Regions from separate parts of the Mus musculus genome. Here all the other regions are linked to region 2. Evidence: chromatin contacts called from public HiChIP or PLAC-seq, capture Hi-C and promoter capture Hi-C data. All regions are on one chromosome and are shown on one strand. The core of a region is the stretch at or near the end of the contact, and the rest is flanking DNA. Distances in the headings are between cores, read along the strand shown. Region 1 holds the start of Cdk2 (cyclin-dependent kinase 2). Region 2 holds the start of Pip4k2c (phosphatidylinositol-5-phosphate 4-kinase, type II, gamma). Region 3 holds the start of Pa2g4 (proliferation-associated 2G4). Region 4 holds the start of Erbb3 (erb-b2 receptor tyrosine kinase 3). Region 5 holds the start of Ikzf4 (IKAROS family zinc finger 4). Region 6 holds the start of Sarnp (SAP domain containing ribonucleoprotein). Region 7 holds the start of Pym1 (PYM homolog 1, exon junction complex associated factor).

What was found. Promoter capture Hi-C pulls out the DNA fragments that hold promoters and counts their contacts. HiChIP or PLAC-seq counts read pairs in DNA pulled down with a chosen protein or histone mark. Capture Hi-C pulls out chosen DNA fragments and counts their contacts.
Region 1: an HNF4G HiChIP or PLAC-seq map of pancreatic cancer cells shows a contact between it and region 2. The contact joins the promoter of Cdk2 here to the promoter of Pip4k2c in region 2. A contact is called at or near these places in 5 of 39 promoter capture datasets (cranial neural crest, erythroid cells, liver and 1 more) and 2 of 115 datasets of contacts at active chromatin or transcription factors (astrocytes and pancreatic cancer cells).
Region 3: a contact with region 2 is called in a promoter capture Hi-C map of liver, with 5 times the contacts expected there. The contact joins the promoter of Pa2g4 here to the promoter of Pip4k2c in region 2. A contact is called at or near these places in 3 of 39 promoter capture datasets (liver, neutrophils and pre-B cells) and 1 of 9 other capture datasets (macrophages).
Region 4: a promoter capture Hi-C map of liver shows a contact between it and region 2, with 5 times the contacts expected there. The contact joins the promoter of Erbb3 here to the promoter of Pip4k2c in region 2. A contact is called at or near these places in 2 of 39 promoter capture datasets (liver and pre-B cells) and 2 of 115 datasets of contacts at active chromatin or transcription factors (kidney and pancreatic cancer cells).
Region 5: a promoter capture Hi-C map of liver shows a contact between it and region 2, with 4 times the contacts expected there. The contact joins the promoter of Ikzf4 here to the promoter of Pip4k2c in region 2.
Region 6: a capture Hi-C map of macrophages shows a contact between it and region 2, with 4 times the contacts expected there. The contact joins the promoter of Sarnp here to the promoter of Pip4k2c in region 2. A contact is called at or near these places in 1 of 39 promoter capture datasets (pre-B cells), 1 of 484 Hi-C or Micro-C datasets (B cells), 1 of 115 datasets of contacts at active chromatin or transcription factors (astrocytes) and 1 of 9 other capture datasets (macrophages).
Region 7: a promoter capture Hi-C map of adipose tissue shows a contact between it and region 2. The contact joins the promoter of Pym1 here to the promoter of Pip4k2c in region 2. A contact is called at or near these places in 4 of 39 promoter capture datasets (liver, neutrophils and pre-B cells), 1 of 484 Hi-C or Micro-C datasets (B cells), 2 of 115 datasets of contacts at active chromatin or transcription factors (both in embryonic stem cells) and 1 of 9 other capture datasets (adipose tissue).

What each region holds. Positions count from the first base shown.
Region 1 is chr10:128,703,665-128,706,364 of GRCm38.p6, forward strand. Cdk2 (cyclin-dependent kinase 2) reads right to left here and starts at 1,387. Exons shown (of 8, transcript NM_183417.3): 1 at 1,048-1,387; 2 at 262-339; 3 at 43-163. The coding sequence starts at 1,163. It overlaps Pmel (premelanosome protein), which reads left to right and starts at 2,594. Exons shown (of 11, transcript NM_021882.4): 1 at 2,594-2,694. The coding sequence starts at 2,622.
Region 2 is chr10:127,210,306-127,213,116 of GRCm38.p6, forward strand. Pip4k2c (phosphatidylinositol-5-phosphate 4-kinase, type II, gamma) reads right to left here and starts at 1,317. Exons shown (of 10, transcript NM_054097.3): 1 at 1,033-1,317. The coding sequence starts at 1,206.
Region 3 is chr10:128,564,495-128,567,194 of GRCm38.p6, forward strand. It overlaps Pa2g4 (proliferation-associated 2G4), which reads right to left and starts at 1,440. Exons shown (of 12, transcript NM_011119.3): 1 at 1,246-1,440. The coding sequence starts at 1,333.
Region 4 is chr10:128,588,257-128,590,956 of GRCm38.p6, forward strand. It overlaps Erbb3 (erb-b2 receptor tyrosine kinase 3), which reads right to left and starts at 1,379. Exons shown (of 28, transcript NM_010153.2): 1 at 1,164-1,379. The coding sequence starts at 1,245.
Region 5 is chr10:128,644,677-128,647,376 of GRCm38.p6, forward strand. Ikzf4 (IKAROS family zinc finger 4) reads right to left here and starts at 1,317. Exons shown (of 8, transcript NM_011772.3): 1 at 1,045-1,317. The coding sequence starts at 1,131. Gm26876 (predicted gene, 26876) reads left to right here and starts at 1,208. Exons shown (of 2, transcript NR_152728.1): 1 at 1,208-1,244.
Region 6 is chr10:128,820,502-128,823,201 of GRCm38.p6, forward strand. It overlaps Sarnp (SAP domain containing ribonucleoprotein), which reads left to right and starts at 1,263. Exons shown (of 11, transcript NM_025364.3): 1 at 1,263-1,470. The coding sequence starts at 1,435. Ormdl2 (ORM1-like 2 (S. cerevisiae)) reads right to left here and starts at 1,128. Exons shown (of 4, transcript NM_024180.6): 1 at 1,041-1,128; 2 at 1-13.
Region 7 is chr10:128,747,066-128,749,808 of GRCm38.p6, forward strand. It overlaps Pym1 (PYM homolog 1, exon junction complex associated factor), which reads left to right and starts at 1,390. Exons shown (of 3, transcript NM_001170869.2): 1 at 1,390-1,501. The coding sequence starts at 1,468.

The sequences.
Region 1 (2,700 bases), core at 137-2,636, 1.5 Mb after region 2:
AGTTTTCCCTAAAATTTGTGGGCTGTCACTGAACAGGGTTACCTTGATGAGGGGAAGAGGAATGCCCGTGAGAGCAGAGGCATCCATGAATTTCTTGAGGTCCTGGTGCAGAAATTCAAAAACCAGATAAAGCTTATTTTCTGTGTGGATGACATCCAGCAGCCTGCAAGAGAAGGTCCAGGAAATGGAGTTGAAGGAGAGAAATTCTGAGGCTAAGCAAGCAGAATTCGTCATAGTGATCATCTCTCAGAGCAGACTTACTTGACGATATTAGGGTGATTAAGTTCCTTAAGGAGAGAGATCTCTCGGATGGCAGTACTGGGTACACCTTCAGTCTCACTTGGAGAGGTTGGGAAAACAGAGACAAGAATACGGTTACAAACATCATTCTCTCAGGGATACACAACCCCCAGCCCCCTTAGGAAGGCAGACAGGAGAGGTGCTGTGAGGAGTTAATTTCTGGGTAGTTAGGGTGTGGCTTTTAGACATATTTAAGGCCATTATTTCCTCTTTTTCCAGTGAAAGGTAAGAAGAGCCTCCAGGTGAATGAAAAGCAGAAGAAAGGTAATAGGGGAGTGGGGTGAGAGTAGCTCCCGGCCTCCCCTGAGGGCCAGTGAATCTCAACTGCCATTCTTTTGAAAGAGAGTGAGGGTTCTAAGTATGGTGCTGGAGCAGTGAGGAGAGCTCTCCATTCAGAAAGGAACTTTTCTCTGGTTACCACATAACCCAACTCCACGAACAGCCCTGGACCCCTCCTATCCCGGGCTCCCACCCCACAACTTTCTCTTCCCAAGTCTCTCGGCTAGCAGATTTGGGAGCACACCGGCTGGAGCACTGCAAGAAACTTTCCCCTGGATTCCAGCCCCGGACAGTCTCCTCCGGTAGAGCCTCCACGGTCGGCCAACCCACCGCTCGCTTCACGCGTCCCTCCCTCCCTCCCCGCTACCTTCCGGTCCGGGGACGCTACCCGCCTGTTGGGGTAGGGGGTTGGGAGGGGGACAGCCAAGAGGTCCGGGCAAAGGAGTTCCGGCTCCGGAGGCCACTCACGTGTCGAGCCGGATCTTCTTAAGCGCCACAACTTCTCCCGTCAACTTGTTTTTGGCTTTGTACACCACTCCGTACGTGCCCTCTCCAATCTTCTCCACCTTTTGGAAGTTCTCCATGGAGCGCTAGTGAGGCGGCTCAGGCCCCCGGGAGCGGGGCCCGGGAACCCTGACGAAAGCGGGCCCGACACTCGGAGCGGAGGACCTGGGGGACCCCGGGTGAGCACGGCAGTCCCAGCTCGGGATGGAACGCAAGGAGAGCTCAGCCCTTGACAATTTGTCCAACTTGAAACAATGTTGCCGCCTCCCCCACTGCTCCAGACGGCCATCCGAGACCCCGCCCCTCCTTCCCGCGTTTCCCTGGCCCCGCCCCCCGCCCTTCCGATTGGTTCACGTCACGAGGGCGGACCGGACCATCGCGCTCCCGCCTCAGAGGCCCCGCCCTGGGCGGGCGAGCCGCGGGGCAGCTGCACAACTTTCCCGCAGTTCCTGGTTTAGGCTCCGCAGGCCGGAACTGGTGGTGTTTCTGGTCTACGGATTTCCTTACCTTTCCCTCACAATTTTCACCACCCCTTGGGTGAGATTAAAATTCCACCTGGACAAGAGAGTCTCTTTTAAAAAGCAAAACCTGGGAATCTTTAAAAGAAAAAGAATAATGTATTTTATTTTAAATGGTGTGTGGGTCTGTGTGTCTGCATTTAAGTTTTCACAGAAGCAGCAGGTGCCCTGGAGCTGAGGTTCTAGGCGGTCGTGAGCCTAACTTGGGTGCTGGAGCTGAACTCTGGTCTTCTGCAAGAGCGGCTTGCGCTCTTAACAGCGGTGCTGTTTCTCCAGCACTCTCGCCTGCTTTTTGGAAACATCTCATAATGCAGCCCTTGTTGGCTGGAATGCGTTCAAAAGTCCAGGTTGTCTTCGAACTCACAGAGATCCGTTTGTCTCGGTCTCCATGTGGGGCACAAAATCCGGTCTCTCTCTCTCTCTCTCTCCCACACACACTCCCTCCTTCTCGCCTCCCTCCGCTTTCTTTTTATTTTTCTGAGACAAGGTTTCTCTGTGTAATCTTGGCTGTCCTGGAACTCTAGTCCAGGCTGGAAAATCGGGACTCTTATTGTAAAGGATTCTTTGGCTAGATAATAGAGTCGTTTCTCAGCCTAGCTTAATACTGTCTCACTGTTTCGGGGTTCATTGGCTGCCTGTGTTGTTTTATTGCTGGCAATCTACCCTCCCAGCCCCTTCTGGATGCTTTTGGATAAAGGTGCTGTTTCTGTCTTAAGGATCTCTTGGTTTGACACAATTCTCTTCACTCTGTCTTGCTGAATTGTGACTGTTAAGTATGTGAATTGAGGCTGCCCATCAGTGAACTCTTTCCAGAATAAGTGTGTCAGTGAATGTGACCCAGCGAAACCAGAAACTGTCATTGAGCTGTGTGGGATGAAATCAGTTCTGGCCCTTTCCTTCTTCCCAGGTTTCCCCTCCTCTGGAGGGAGAGGAGGAAGGCCTATGCAAATGACCATCCCTTTCTATATAGGGGCTCGCTCCCACCCCCTGGTACCTTTGGCTGCTGGCAAGAGGACCACTATGGGTGTCCAGAGAAGGAGCTTCCTTCCCGTGCTTGTGCTGAGTGCTCTGCTGGCTGTGGGGGCCCTAGAAGGTGAGT
Region 2 (2,811 bases), core at 67-2,566:
CAAATGCCTTAAATGGAATCCTCGCTAAAGATAATACCCCTGAGAGCAGCCAAGGCAGAAGGGAGCTAACTGACCGCCAGCGATGTTCCAATCAGAACATAACAATGTGGCCTCTTCCTCGCCCCCTCACACCTCCACAACACATCATGTCTACAACCCAAAGAAGTGGTAATCAAAATAGTCCCTGTCAAGCTCAAGATAACTGCATGCTTCCTACTCCCGACCTAAGTAAGGAGAAAACCAGCCATGCCTCACTAGCCTTGGTTCCTCCACGATATCCTCAGGACAGGAGGTGCACTGGGCCCATCGGTCTCAGTTGCACTGTTCCGAGCCCCTTCTGGCACCTAAAGTCCACCAATAACGTCCTTGCCACCACGGCTCCTCAACCTTTCCCTGGTTACAGGTGACTCCATTTATAGCAAACACCATCACTCCAGCCAACAATGGGGACACAGCTAAGCCCAAAGACATATATTAGCATTTCGACCTCAGAGAGGGCATCCCTAGGGTAGAGTGGGGTAACTTCTCTGAAACGCTGAATCTCTGGAAAGGGCATGCAGGGTTAGAAGGTCCAAAAAGCCTAGAGGCATTCCCAGAAAAAGCCAAGGTTCGAAAGTCAAGGGCTGGGGCTCAAAAGCAAGGTGGAGAGGAAATCAAACTACTTCTCTGGCCAGGCAGTAGTACCCAGACACGCTTCACGCACTGTCGCACCCAGACCTCACCAATAACCCTTCAGAGCCACTCCCCTTAATGTCCCTCTGGCTGCAGCCGGATCCTGGCCAGTCCCTGTAGCCTGGGGCTGGACCTGACAGGAAGGAGTCAAGGAACAGAGCTGGATATCAGGTGAAGATGGAACTCTAGGGGAGGAGTAAAGGGGAAGGGGACAGACAAGAGTCTCCACCAGAAGCCACCCCGGGGGACACCGGGGAATGGTGCGCTGGGAACCAGGCCGGGCGGGGGAGAGGCGGCAGCGCGAGGACCCGGATGATCCTCGGGCCAAGGGGCAGGAGCCGGGGTCCCGCCGGTTCTTACCGAGTGAGCGACGCCCCACAGGAACACGCCCACCAGCGGGTCCGCGGCCCGGAACACCTTCACTTTCTGCTGTACGAAATGCTTCTTCTTGGTTTTGGAGGCGAAGCCGAATCCCGGGCCGGGGCCTCCAGCTGCCGCGGGTGCGGTGGCGGGAGGGACGGAGGAGGACGCCATAGTCTCCCGCGCACCCGAGCGAGTGGAAGCGGGAGCTAGCCGCGACTCCGAAGCCCGACCCGGAAGCGGTGCTCACCTGCGCAGCCGTCATGTGACCGGAGGCCCGCCCTCAGGCGCGCGAGCGGGGCGGGGCGGGGCCGGCGGGGATGGCTCCACCCCCTCGGCTGCCGGGCGGTCACCTGGCTCGGGTTGCACTCACAAGGATGCGGGGTTGGCGCTGTGCAGGGCGGCGCTTCTGTCGCTTCCGGTTCTGTCCAGTTTCTAGTGGATGAGCTCTGTCCGTAGGCGAACGTTCTGTTTGAGACCGGTCTCCTTGCTTAGTCCAGGCTGGCTTCAAACTTGCTATCCCCTGCCTCATTCTCGGTATAAAGTTTGGGTATTACGGAAGTGAGGATTGGTCCTCCATGAAGTTGGGGTTGCAGACTCCATGAAGTTGGGGTTGCAGACATGACAAATTTAAATATATACATTTAATTGTTCTATGTATATAGGTGTTTGGCTGGCACGATGTAAGTTCAGTGCCCCGGAGGCCAGAGGAGGGCGTCGGATCCTCCGAACTGAAGTTGTGGGAGCTGGGTGTCAAGTATGGTCCTCTGGAAGAGCTAATGCTCTTTTTTTTTTTTTTTTAAAGATTTATTTATTTATTTACTATATGTAAGTACACTGTAGCTGTCTTCAGACACTCCAGAAGAGGGCATCAGATTTCGTTACAGATGGTTGTGAGCCACCATGCGGTTGCTGGGATTTGAACTCAGGACCTTTGGAAGAGCAGTCGGCGCTCTTAACCACTGAGCCCTCCCTCCCTCCCTTCCTCCTCCTCCTCCTCCTCCTCCTCCTCCTCCTCCTCCTCCTCCTCCTCCTCCTTCTTCTTCTTCTTCTTCTTCTCTCTCTCTCTCTCTCTCTCTCTCTCTCTCTCTTTGTTTTTTGGGTGTTTGTTTGTTTGTTTGTTTGTTTTGTTTTGAGACAGGGTTTCTCTGTATAGCCCTGGCTGTCCTGGAACTCACTTTGTAGACCAGGCTGGCCTCGAACTCAGAAATCTGCCTGCCTTTGCCTGTCAAGTGCTGGGATTAAAGGCATGTGCCACCACTGCCCGGCTAAGTCATGTCTTCATCTTCTGGAAATATGAAATTTTAGGTCATGGCCCCAAGTTGATTTTTTTTTTTAATTCGTTCATTAATTCATCTAGTCAACAGGTATTTACTGAGAACATAATTGGAAGCCACTACCATTTTGGGGCTGATTCTCCTCTGGTTGAAGCAAAGGAAAAATTCTACCCTAGAGGAATTAAAAGTCTAAAGACGCAGACTAGCCAAGGAGAAGGCTGCAGTATTAAGAGATAAGGACATGCCGGGCAGTGGTGGTGCATGCCTTTAGTCCAGCACTCTAGGAGGCAGAGGGAAGCAGATCTCTAAGTTCCAGACCAATCTGGTCTACAGAGCAAGTTCCAGGACAGCCGGGGTTACACAAAGAAACCTTGTCTGGGAAAACCAAAATAAATAAATGAAAAGGTAAATTCAGAGCAAGATGTTGAAAGGCTTCCTAGGGAAAGAGCAGTATACAAAGATGAAGACCAAAAGGAAGACAGAAGACATAAAGACATAAGGC
Region 3 (2,700 bases), core at 190-2,689, 1.4 Mb after region 2:
TGTTTTATTCTCTGGATTCCAGAGGAACTAAGATGTAACCAAAGACACCCTAAATACCTTCTTCCAAGTATTTTGTCAAGTCCATTCTAAAGGCCTAAGGCAGTTTTTTTTTTTTCCTCAAGACAGGGTTTCTCTGAAACTCAGAAATCCGCCTGCCTCTGCTCCCCAAGTGCTGGGATTAAAGGCGTGAGCCACCACTGCCAAGTCTAAGACAGTTTTTATCAAGTGAATTTTAATTTTTAAAATGTTAAAGAGCCGGGCATGGTTACACACACCTTTAATCCCAGCACTCTGGAACGCTGAGGTGGGCGGATCTCTCAGGCCAGCCTGGTCTAAGGGAGTACCAGGACAGCCAAAGCTACACAGAAAGCCCCAAAAATAAGGGGGTAAGGGAGGGAAAGAACTGGAAAGAGAAAACAGTAAAGTTATCTGTCCAAGTGGCAGACAACTGTTAGGAGAGTAAAGATCATTTAAGAAATGCTTATAATCCTAAAATCCGTGTCTCTCTCCACTTCTTTTCAGTATTATAGACAGGCTTGCCCAGCTGTCTAAGCAGAACCTCAAAACACTGTAGAGGCTCTAGGAACAAATATTAAAGGCCGCCTTCAAAAACCGGAGCAGTGGTCATACAGGAAAGCCAGGTTGTTTTAGAAGCTCCAGAAGTGTCTTCCAACGGCCCCTCGAGCTAGGTCAAGGGGCGAAGGGGGTCCCCACTAAGAAGACCTGAAGTAAAGACTTTAGCAAAGCACGTGGTGGGGAAGCACGGTAGGAGAGGAAGTGGGGAGCCATCGATCCGCACACAGGGACCTGGCAACACGTGCCGGCTCAGCTCCCGCGGGTCAAGAGCCGCGACTGGCAGAGGGGCGCTTCCGTCGCCAACAGCTGGCCGCTTCCTTTTCGAGGTGGCCTCACTGCTGCCAGTCGGGAGCATAGATCCGGACAGACCGAAGGGTATGGGCAGAAGACGACGCGCCTTGCCTCCTTACCAACCGCCCAGGGTCGGAGCATGCCTGGGCCCCTCTCTGTACTCCTCGCGGTCGCCGGCCCGCACCTCCACTCTCCAGCCCAGGCATGGCTGCTCAGTCCCCAGGGCGACACCAGATCTCCCCACCACGTCGCCCCCGGCAGTCGGCACGCGCCCCTCGGTGGCTCACTCGGCAAGACCCAGACGCCACAGCCCTCCGGAGAGAGCCCCAAACCTCTCCCTCTCAGCCTCGACTCCAAGACCCCCGAGGCCGCACTCACGGTTGGCGATGTCGCCCCCCATCTTATACTTGGTCACGACCAGGTCCTCGGCGATAGTTTGCTCCTGCTGCTCGTCTTCGCCCGACATCTTCCTACTGCTACTACTGCAGCTTCACTTTCCCTGAGCTGCGGCCTCCGTCTCCCTTCCCAGCCACAGGCTGTAGCTAGAGTCTCTTCGATCCGCGAGGAAAGCGCGAGCAAGCAAGGGAGCGGGAGGGCGGGCAGAGAGAGCGAGAAGCTGCGAGCGCGCGGGCTGAGGCGCAGGGCACACTGGGACAATGAGTCCTGCTGTCGGCCAGTTCCCAGCCGCCCTCGCGGGCTCTAGAACTACAATTCCCAGCCTGCTCCTCGCGCCCGTCCGCCAGGCCCTGGGAGGACTTGCCTTCCCAAGTCTGCGCACGCCGGAATCGCCGGGCACGCTGGGAAGAGTCTGGCCCCGGCGGGAAGGCGGAGCCGTTGGGGAGCTTGAGGGAAAGCGTGGTCTCTCCGGGAAAAACCTCTCATTCACGCCGACCCTGAGCTCGTAACAGCGAGGGGCGGGCCAAGCGGGGAGGGGTGGAGCTACAGGGAGAAAAGGGTTGAGAGGCCGCTGGGCAGGGTGGAACAGGGTGGAGCCTGGAGCCATAGGACTAGGGTCAGTGGGTGTGTGTGTACGTTTTGGGCGGTTGTCCCGTGCGCGTAGCCTTGGATTCCCCTGTCGGCCGGCGCGACCGGCCTGGCTGGTCAAATCCTCCAGTGCTGGGATAACCTCTGGGAGGGGCTGAGCGGAGGTGGAAGTCCTAGGGTGCTGGAAGCGAGCACTAACTGGACAGTCTGGGTGATTATACATGTACCATGGCCTGCTAATAGAAAAAGGCCAGACTTCCTACTAGACTAGAATAAAATAGCACTATTGTTCCAGCCGTGGTTTTTGATGGGGGCCATCTAAGGGAAACGTTTATGAGGGATTTGGTCACTCTTAAGAGTTCTGAATCGCCGGGATGAGGTGGCGCACGCAAAGGCAGGCAGATTTCTGAGTTGGAGGCCAGCCTGGTCTACAGAGTGAGTTCCAGGACAGCCAGGGCTATATGGAGAAACCCTGTCTCGAACAAAAAAAAAAAAGTTCTGCATCATTTCAAGTTTTCAGTACCCAACCTGTGTAGGAAAAAATAAAAACAACCCAAGGCTTGCTTGAGCTTTTTCATTTTCTCCCAACAATCAGGGGGTTAGGGTTTTGTTCCTAATTGTTTACACTTTTGTTCCTTTGTAGGGATCCCCAGTAAAAAACCCTTTAGTAGAAAGGACTAGAAATGCAAAGCCGGGCACTGGTGGTGCACGCCTTTAATCCCAGCATTTGAGAGGCAGAAGTAGTCGGATTTCTGAGTTCGAGGCCAGCCCGGTCTACAGAGTGAGTTCCAGGACAGCCAGGGCTACACAGAGAAACCCTGTCTCGAAAAAACAAACAAAAGAAAAAGA
Region 4 (2,700 bases), core at 129-2,628, 1.4 Mb after region 2:
TGGTTGGTGGGGGCACAGTCAGATGGGACAGTGATCCAGTCACTCCCCTGGCCCCTCCCACTTCAGTCTCCAGACCACCCCCTCCACCAGCTGGGAGTGTTCACATCTCAAGATCCCAGGGGCTAAATTTAGGCCCAGCAACTGTGGGGGAAGCACAGGTGGTTTCTCCCACTCCCACTCTGGGGAAGGGGCAATGAATGTGCCAACCCCAAACTGAGATCTGGGGATCTGGGAAAGGGGAAAGATCAACAGGACTCTAATGATACCAATTCTAGTGCTCTTCAAGTGTCCATAGTCCCAGAGACACGGAACAGGCTCAGATGGCATTGAATGGGGGAAGGGCAGAAGTTGGGTCTAGGAGCCAGTTCACAGAGTAGAATGTTCAGAAGGTGGGAGAGGTGGCCTTAGATTGGAGAGAGAAAGAGGTCTGATTGTCCTTTCTTCCAGAGCTCCAGCTTAGGGTATATAACCTGGAAATAGTATAGTATGTAATAGATGCCCAACATGTTCACTGAATTAACCTGGGTCTTGATAAAGAGAAGTTGGTTAAGTTGGGGACCGGTTTATCTTATGGGAAAGCAGGCAGTCAGCCTCTGTGAGACCTCTCACTGATGTCACCTGGACTTGGCCCTCAGGTTAATCTCAGCCTTCTCAGGACAGCCCCACTCACGGAAGAGGAGGTGCCATTCTTGTTTTTCCAACATTAGAAAACAACAACTTCAAACCCTTGCATAGCCCCGCCCTGTCGGCAAAACAACGAAACTGGGGGTTGTTGAAACCTGGAATGGGGTGGGGGCCAGGGAACCTGAGAGCAAACGGAGACCCTTTCAAGCCAAGGCTCCTTACGTTTACAGAAGGGTCCCTGCCCACCCTCCTCCCAAGACTCTCAAGTGTGAACTACTGTTCGGCACCAACCAGATCAGAATAAAACCAATTAGAGGGTCGGCGACGCCCTGGGAATAAGGGTAGGCATACAGGAATGCAGTCCCTGACCAGCCCACTCCAAGAACTGAGGCACACGGTCCCCTCCTTGGTGGTCCGAGCAGACCCTGTACCGCACCCCCCAGTTCAAAGCGTCAGAACCCAAACTCCTTGCCCAGGGTCTGCGAGCGCTCAGATTGCGCCCCCAGCTTCCAGCCTGCTGGGGCTCCCGCGCGGCTTACCTGCCTGAGAGTTGCCCATCTCGGAACCCCGGGCCAGGCTGAGAAGGAAACCCAGCACCTGCAGAGTCCCAATCGCACTCATGATTACAGTGGAGGGTGAAGGGAGCCCAGCCGAGTCTGGCCCGGGGCCCCCAAGATTAGGAGGACATCCAGGCGACAGCCACCTGAACAGCCAGCGATTAGGTGGCCGCGGCGGCAGCGGAGGTTGCAAACTGCAACCGGAGCCGTAGTCGGAGTCCGGAGCGGGACGGCAGGGGAGGGTGTCTGTCTGGGAGGGAGGGAGGAAGGGAGGGAGGGAGGGAGTGAAGGGGGAAAGGGGTGAGTCACGGCCGCGCCCCCTCCCGTGCGAGGCTGGAGTCCTGATGGTTGTAGCCCGAGACACCCGCCCAAGCGTGCCCCGCCAGCCCACAGCTTGGCCAAGAGGGTCAAGGAGGGGTCTCACTCCAGCAATTTCCCCCGGAGATGGTTAAGAGGAGATCAAGATTCCAAACGTCCCCAGGCGGGGGAAAGGTAGTGAATGCGCGTAGGGAGAGCGCTCCGAAGCCCAGCCCCCAGAAAGCTGGCCTCGCCCATTAACCAAATCACTCAACTCCCCTAGCCGGTTGGATCACTTGAGGGATTTTTTTTTTCTTTCGGAGTGTGAGTATTTCTATTTTTTCGAGTGGGAGGTTGTTTTTCAGCCTAGCGTTCATGCCACCTCAGTTTCCCCGGGACGCAAAGCCCCGTAACTCATGTACCCAGCTCGGGAACCCGAGCCCCGGAGGCTGCGTGAAATCGCACTGTCTCCGGCCGCTTCCTCCTGCAGACCCGGCGCCGGCTCGGCCTCTCGGGGGGATTTGCCTGGGGGGCGGGGGCGGTTTCCAGCCTGGGAACAGACCCCGGAGTCCGCCTTCCCACTTCTGCCCGGGGAGGGGCTCCCGCACCTGTCGCCGTCCCCTCTGCTGCCCCCCACGGCCTCCCGAGAGAACAGCTGTCTCTGAGGGACCGACCGCGCCGTCCGGACGGCCGCGGTTCCCGCCTCTCCTCCGCGGACCCCAAAGGGCACAGCAACGCTCACCCCGGAGGCGACAGCGAAGAGGGGCGCGGGGAAGTCACCGCACATGACCCCCGGGACCCTGGGTTGCTTCGTCCCGGACGGGTCCGACTGGCGCCCCCTGGTGCCCAACTCCTTACATTTCGCATCCCTTACATTGGCATTCCAAGATTTTGCCCTGAGAATTTATGGTCCCCTCCCCCTAGGCTAAGGCTATCAGCTACACTCCTTTCTTCTCTTTTGTTTATTTTTTGGTTTTGAGACAAGGTCTCATATAGTTCATATAGCTCAGGCTGGCCTCGAATATATTATATGGCTGAGACTGTTGGCTTCCACCTCCCAAGTACAGATGTGCGCCACCATATCCGGCTCTCCTGCTACAATTTTTAAAAAAATTTGTTATCATTCCTGTGTGTATGATCGTTCGCGCTATGATATGCGTATGGAAGCTGGAAGACAACTTTGGGGGAGTCGATTATCGCTTTCCACTTTTACCGGGGTTGT
Region 5 (2,700 bases), core at 67-2,566, 1.4 Mb after region 2:
CATCCCTAGGATAAAGGCAAGAGGGAAAACACACTCAAGTCTACTTTCATGGCACTAAAATCTAAGAAGGAATCTCTGTCAAAGGCCAGAGGGTCTTTGTGAGGCTCCAGAGACTTAGACTTCTAGCCTGAGGCTGACGGGGACAAAGTCAGATTTGGGAAACTCATTCGTTTCCCCTCTCAGCCTCGGAAACCCCAGTGAGGGAATTTCAAATGCCTGGGACTTCCAAGAAATCTCAGACTGTCAAAGCCAAGAATTAAGGCTGCTCTCAGGTATCAGAGACATTTTCTTGGTCAAAGCCATCGTAGATTGGCTGAACCTTCTGGGAGCAAAGCTAAATCGTGAGGTCCACAGCAAAGCAACTAGGAGGTGGAGAAAGGGCAGAAAGGCGGGGAAGGGATGGGGAGCAGTCCCACTAAGCTGAGCGGTCTCACACACCGAAAGAGACCGGCCCTCTCCTGGATCCCTTGAGTGGTTGCCTCTGGGGAATAGCCTGGAGCTCTGCAAGCCGCTGCACTTCTCTGAAAGGGATATCTTTCTCCAGCTTTCTCTTCTTGACCATGGGCTCCAGGTGGCAGGATGCTAGCCTGCTATCAGGGACCAGTCAGTGCACGAGCAAAGAAAGACTGCCACCCCCGGCTCTTCTCTATTGTGGGCAGGAGGCTGAGGCCCCTCACATGTCGGTTCCAGGCTGAAGCATCTGCCGTCAAAGCTCTTCTTCCCATCTCAGGTCTTTCTACTCTCCATTCCCACCCAGGCCTGTTTCGGTATTCCACCCCTGGCTGCTCTACCTCTGTCCCCAAGGCCTAATCAAGATGTCACCACAAGCTCCCACTGTCCAAGTCACGGTCTTCGCTTAGCAACACCAAGCACCCTTTCCCATCCTCCCCAAGTGTAAGGAGGAACGCCCCCTCCCCCCCCCCGCTATACACACAGCCCCCGTCCTCTCCCTCTCCTCAGGCTTGGGAGTTGTTACTGAATTGGTTCCCTAGCCCCATCACCCCCCTACCCCCCCTCCGCTAGCCGCCTTCTGCCTGAACTTACATTATCCTTCCCTTGCCGGTGAGACCCTGGGGTGCGAACGCGGCCGCCGCCTTGGAAACGGCGAGGGAGTGCGGGTGGTGTGTGCATGTCTGCGTCTCGGTGGCAGGCAGGGGTGAGCCCAGCCACTCACCTTCCAGGAAGCGTGGATTCCTGGAAGTGAGGGGAACCGCCGTCATTTCGCAGGCAGTGGCAGCCGCACGGTGAGCAGGGGCCCACGGCTGCAGCCGGCAGAACCGCTCAGCCCAGGGTGTATGTGCTGAGAGCCTCGTGTGTATGTGTGTGTGTGTGTGTGTGTGTGTGTGTGTGTGTGTGTGTGAGAGAGAGAGAGAGAGAGAGAGAGAGGGAGAGAGAGGGAGAGAGAGGGAGAGAGAGGGAGAGAGAGGGAGAGAGAGACAGGAGAGAGAGAGAGAGAGAGAGAGAGAGAGAGAGAGAGAGAGAGAGAGAGAGGGAGGGAGGGAGGCGTGGATGCGCTTGGGGAGGGGGCAGGAGAAAACGTACCAGTGTGTGTGTGTGTGTGTGTGTGTGTGTGTGTGCGCGCGCGCGCGCTAGGCTACAGCATCCCTTTTCCAAGACAGTGGAGAGGTGGGAATGGGGGTGCACAGGGAGTGGGGGTGCAGAGGGAGGGTAGGCAGATGTGTTTGCCCTCCTGCCCAACAGACAAAGAGGAGCTACAAAACAAATGCTTGAGAGGGGGGCAAGTGTATGTGTGTGTGGTGTGTGTGTGTGTGTGTGTGTGTGTGTGAGAGAGAGAGAGAGAGAGAGAGAGAGAGAGAGAGAGAGAGAGGAGAGCCGCAGGCTTGTGGGGAGGAGGAAGGGGGTGTCCCAGGGAAGGCCCAATCCTCTGCCAGCTAGGGAAGCCAAGGCCCCACAGGTCATGGGGCCCGGGACACAGGGGCAGCCTCCAGGATCTAGAAGTGGCAGAAGGCTCCTCCCCTAGCAAACTCAGGCTCCTTTCCATCTGCCTCTCCTTCTGACAATCCCCCTTCCCATCACTGACTAGTGGAGATCTGGGACCCTGAGCTTTTTCTAATCCCTGGTTGGGTCTCCCTGTCTTCCCTCTCTCCCGTGCCTCTGGGGCTCTGGCTTCAGGAGTCCTGGATGAATCCTGTCCTCTATCAGGAGAAGGCTCTTGCTCGCTTTCCTTCCAGAGGAACTGTTCACTGCTGAGCTGACCTACTTTGGAAGACTGCATTTTCTGATTCCAAGAATTTGGGATGGGAGGGGCCATGAAACTTTGGGCTGCCAATCCTTGCACCTCTCTCTCCTCAGGTTCTCTTAAATGTTTCAGGGCACCAGGATAAGCTCTGCTCCATTTGATTTGAGCAACTCAGTTTCTGTTTTCAGTGTCTGTGGTGGGTAGGGTGGAAATCTGTGCTGTAAATTAGTGGACTCTCGTTTCCCCCATTTCTTCCCATGGGAATTATCTGTACTTTTAGAAAGGAAGTTGGGGGGCGTGTGCTTTCAGAATCAGGTTCTATGAGATGGTAACATCCCTTAGTAGAACGAGAGGCCTCCTCTCTTTATCAGGTGGCCAGTGGGGGAGGCGGTGACCTGAGAAAGGGCCAGTAAAAAACCAGACACTGGGGACAACTCTCTGCTTTCGGATCAGCCCAGGAGAGGGATGGAGGTCAAAAATGGGTTCTTACATGCCCTATT
Region 6 (2,700 bases), core at 13-2,512, 1.6 Mb after region 2:
CCCCAGCTGTCTCCTGAAAAGCCAAAATCCCCTGAAGTCTTGGGAATGAAAGAATTTCCCTACCATGCAAAAAAAGGAAAAACTGAACACTTTGTTAAAACTTGAGAAGAGGTGAAGCAGCTGGGTGTGGTGGCTCATGCTTGTAATCCCTGAATTTAGGAGGTTGAGGCATGAGAACTGTTTGACCTTTCTCCAAAACAAACAAAAAGGCAAGAGGGTCTTCGAAATGACTAAGGTGGAAAAGGTATTTGTCACCATGCCTAAAGACCTGAGTTGGATCCCCAGGACCCATGCAGTGGAAGGTGATAACCAACTCCGGAAAGCTGTCTTTTGACTTCCGTACCTTCAGTTGTTAGTGTGTATACTCACACAAGTGGGGTTTTTACTCAGATCTTTACATTTCAACTAAATATAAAGCAGTAAGTTTAGACTGTGAGACCTATTTGAAGGATCGGAGGAATCGGGAGTATTTTAATTTACTTTCTTGAGGAAGTTAGTGAATTATAAAGAGGTCACACATACCCAGAGTTCCACAAGAAAGCTATTCAGTTAATCAAGGGACCAATAAAGAAGGCACTGAGAGTAAAGCTACCTCTAGTTCCCATCCTTTTTTCCTGGGGCTTGTCCATCCTGTCTCTCACCCGCTTGGCATTGTCAGCAGCCAAGCAATTTCATCCCTTCACTGAACGTGGGGCGCTGCAAAAACTTACCCAATTTTTAAATTAGTCTAGGAAGGGGTCTGAGCTCAGTCCCTCAAGAAATGGGAGTCCTTCCCTTCTAGGAGCGGTTTTAGTTTTTAAACTTCTGCAAGCTCTAATGCCTACTTTTGTTTTTTGTTTTGTTTGTTTTAACCCGCTCTTGCCTGTCCCACAATTCCCCAAATCAATTACAGAGTCCGCCCATGCTCCTCCCAGAGTCCCAGTTTCGCATGTCACTTTCTTCACGGGATCTCTCGAATCTAAGGTTGTCGTTTCGCCGCCCTTCCCAATACTCCCACCGATTTCTCTCTGTAACTTTTTAAAGTTTCACGGGGCCCATACCTGCCAGCTTCAGGAGCCCGTCCGGCTTGGGGCACAGCGCTGGCTCTTACACCTGTGGTCTCCAGGAAGTGGCCGACTTTCGCCCTGTCTGCGCTCTCCCTATTGGCGGAACAGAATCCGCGCTGTCCCCAATCATTGGTTGGTTACGCAATGGAGACGTACAATTGGTCGCCTTTTCTCTCGTTAGGCCATGCAAACCCCGCCCTCCCCTGGATCCACCTTTTTAGAGAGCCGTGGAAAGTGGCCAAGAGGCGTGAGAGCGCCGCCGCCGCTGACTAATGGGAAGAGCCGTTGGTGTGAGGTGGGAGCAAGAGAAACAGCGATTGGTTGGATGAGCCTAAGCGCCTGAGGTGGGGGCCAGCGGTGGGGGTCCGGTGGACTGAGGCGCATCAAGATGGCGGCCGAGACGGTGGAGCTCCACAAGCTGAAGGTACCGTTACGCGGGGAAGGCTGAGGTGGGGTTTCCTGGAGCCTAAATTCTACGCGGGGCCCTGCGCGGCCTTATTCCACGTGTTTTCCTGTCAGGCGCCCGCTTACACTTCTTTCCTGGCTCCCGTTGTTGTTTTGTGCCTCCTTTCTTAGGCCTACCTTGAACTTCGTTTCTCCTCAGTAATTTATCGCTATCGTTACCTGGTGTTTACCTGCTGTTACCTGTTCTTCTCATTGTTTTTATTACCTGCCACCCTTCCCTGCTCGGCTGTGAAGCGCCTTCTATCTTTTATACCCCTTTCTCATTTAATCTTCATTACGTCAGTGGTCCTTCCCCCGTGTCCCATGCTGACCCAAAGTTATGGTTTGTTTGTCCGTCCCCCCCGCCCCCCAACGGATTGATGTAGTCACTCCTCTTGTCCCAAAGCTGGAATTCCTCAGTTAACATATAGTGGCATTTTTGCATGTTTTGCTGAATATGTCCCAAACATAACCCAGAAAGTGCTTCCGTTCTCTTTTAACAAGGTGGGGTTAAGACCCCGCACTCGAATTTTTAAAATCAAGGAGAGGAGAGGCCTTAAGATAGGTTTCTCGGTGGAAACCTGGGGTAGAGGCTTCTCCAAAAGGTTGTAAGATGGCAAACACATCAATCCTAAAAGTTTTTCGAGTTTTCTCAGGAGGTTCTCAATGACCTGCCCTCCCTCCCCTGACTATCCTACCTCTAGAGAGAGAACGTGTAGGGTAGATAGCTGTAATATGAGAGGTGTATGAAGTATGTTTGAAAACCTTAGGATTTTGTTTGTCCTTTTAACCTTTGGGAAGGATCCCAGCTCTCTTGATGTCACCCCCAACTCCCTTTTTGGGTCTATTTTTGTTATTTCCGTGTGTCTGTGTGAGTATATGATGGATGCATGCTCTTGGAGGTTAGAAGAGGGTGTTGGATCCCCTGGAGCTGGAGTTACAGGCAGTTTTGAGCAGCCTGATGTGGGTGCTGAGAGTAGAATAATTTGGGTCCTGAAGAGCAGTAAATGCTCTTCACAACTGAGACATCTTTTCAGGATGCCTTGGTGTCACTTCTTGATAACATTCTTGAACCACAGGATCTATTGAGTTGTACATTTTGGTAACCCGAGGTTCTTTTCTTGTATGTAGACTTGCCCTTCAATTATTATTCTGTAAGGACAGTAATTCCTTTTATGAAGAATTAAGAAACTGTGTTGAGGCTGGAGAG
Region 7 (2,743 bases), core at 140-2,639, 1.5 Mb after region 2:
AAAGAAAGAAGTATACACGTGTAAAAACATGTAGTGCATGCAAATAGCATTAAAGTCATTTTGAGACTTGAATTGAAAGGAGAGAGGTTAAAGCTGGGAGAATTGCAAGGAGGACAATGTGTGAGCTTTTGAAAACTTAGTTGAGGTTCTTATTAGCCTGTTTTGTTTCTTTTTTTTTTTTTTTTTTTTCCTTTTGGTTTTTTTTTTTTTTTTTTTTTTTGGTTTTTCGAGACAGGGTTTCTCTGTGTAGTCCTGGCTGTCCTGGAACTCACTCTGTAGACCAGACTGGCCTCGAACTCAGAAATCCTCCTCCCTCTGCCTCCACTGGGATTAAAGGCGTGCGCCACCACTGCTCGGTTGTTTTGTTTTAAAGTAGAACATATTGTCTACTACTGAAGTACTAATATTTCCCCACTTCTCAATTTGAGAGGCACTGTTGGACGTTAGTGTAAGCCAAAGTTGGGCAATAGAAGAGGGTGAAAGAGTTAAGGAAAAAGCTTTGTAGGAGGAGGGCAGACACCTGAGGAGAGGAGCTTGAGCCAGCACCTTCCTGACAGAAGAGGAAACAAGTTTAACAGGATTTAGCCCCAGAGGAACTAAATTGCTGATGGAGGAGGGGAGGGACCGGACCGGGCTTTGGCGCTCCTTCCAAGAACAAGGCACAACCTAACAAAGGGAGTGGCCTCACTGTCCCGGTAGATTTAAGGGTGGAACTGCTCGCGGTAGCCAAAGCTAATCCGAAGTGTGGGGCGCGGCTAATTAGAATACTGACTGGGTCCGCCCCAAAAGCCTTCACCCCGTGCCCTCTGACCCGAGAGGATCCAGTACTGAGCAGCAGGCCAAGAAGTTACCTCGCCGGCCGCTGAATCCCCAGGGCTGCCCGCCCCAGTTCAGTCATGGAAACCGCCAGCACCCCCGAGGCCACGGGGACAGGTGACCGACTCGCAGTGCGCCGATCTTTGCGCACCCCTTCGTAGGTCTCTGATCAGTTAACCTGGGCGGCCGAGAGTGGTCGGCGTGCCGAGTAGACCTGCCCACTTTTAAGTGTTAGCCCGGGTTTTCGTGTATCCCTGGGGCTTCTTTGCCCATGCCAACACGCGCCCTAGGGTTTGGTGCAGGCGAGGGGCCTTGCATATTCCTTTCCTCTTTTACCAGCTTTCCTGCTGGGTCCCGGTGGGCCTTGAGCCTGCGAGGACTGTCTGGGATAAGGCTTATGCCCAAACTTCTCTCCGAGCCCTAGGGATTGTTTTATATACATCAGGAGGTCAACAGTGGCGTCGGTGGTAGTCTAAGAGCCCATGACTGTGAGCGTCTTACACTCGCCTTTTCCGCCTCCCGCGTCAGAGAAATGGTGCAGTCTCTCTTTAAGATTAAAATGGTGGCTTGCTAGGATGAGGACTCCACTTCCGGCGGGGAGGGGGGCGGGACCCCAGCCCGCTCACGCCGGAAGTGGTTCGGGTTCTCAAGATGGCGACTCCCTATGTAACTGACGAGACCGGCGGTGAGTGCGGGGATCGCGGAGCCGCCTCTCCCGGGATTCTTGGGTTAGGGGTTCGGACTTGGAAAAGGGTTTGTGCCACGCCCATCCCGGGGCTCCTCCTTTGCCACGCCCCCGTACCGCCTTCCCCATTCATTCCTTTTGGGTTGTTACCTGCGCCCCCTTCTGGTCTCGTGTTTTTTGGGGGGGGTCTCTGCTTCCGGTCTCCCAAACCCTGGGGTCCTCCAATGTCCCCTGCTCCGGGACCCTTAGGCGCTTCAGCTCTTTCTAGCTGTTGGAGTCCCGTACCTTTGCAAGGTTCTCCAGCATTATGGGCTCCTGTGCTCAGTTCCCTCCAATTCCAACCCCCTTTCTCCCTCCCCCATTTCTTACTGTTGTACCTGCTCTCTACCCTTCCCTGTTTTCATTCTTTCTCTCCGGGCTGTGTCTGCTGATGATCTCATTGCTACATAGTGCTTTCTTCTTCACTCTTTGCCCCATCTTCATTGGGTGGGGGTGGGGGTGGGTGTCACTGAAATCCAGACGTGTGAAGGGAAGAGGAATTTAACTTTCAACTTGACTTTTCTCCTTGGTGGAGTTTTCCATTTAAAGTGGGAGAAAACAAACAGGAAAGTATCTACTGGCCTTTCTCTCAACGTCTTTGATAATTGATAGAACCCCATGATTTCTTAAAGGTTGAGTAGCACTTCAGTCGAGCTGTCTGAAATGTTGGAAGTCAGCTGTTTGTGTGTGAAGCTGAGAATCGGTTTTATGTTTTTGTCTTGTTTGTAGTTGCCTTGTCTTTAGGATAATGTGCAATATTGACTTCGAGATGATCAAATAGATATTTGGAAGACGTAGTGCAAGTACCCGGTGACTGTTTTTGTAGCCTTCATCTTGGTCTTCATATGTGACTAGGGTTTTGTAGAAGTGATCCTGTGATTGTGCGGTAATGCACGGTGTGTTTTAAAATGTGCCATTTATGCTTCTTGGTTTGCTTTAAATGTTCCTTATTAAAATTAAAAGCATGAGCCACTGTGCCCAACCTTTAAAAAGCAACTTTCATCTTTAACACTCCAATCCCCAGATGTGATCTCACTATGTGGCCCTGGCTGGCCTAGAGCTCACTGTGTAGACCAGGCTGGCCTTGAACTCATAGAGATCCACTTACCTCTGCTTCCCAAGTTGTGGGATTAAAGGCGTCTAATACCATGACAGGCAGTTTGCAGCTTTTAATGTGTACCTTCTTATTCTTTTTATATTCCA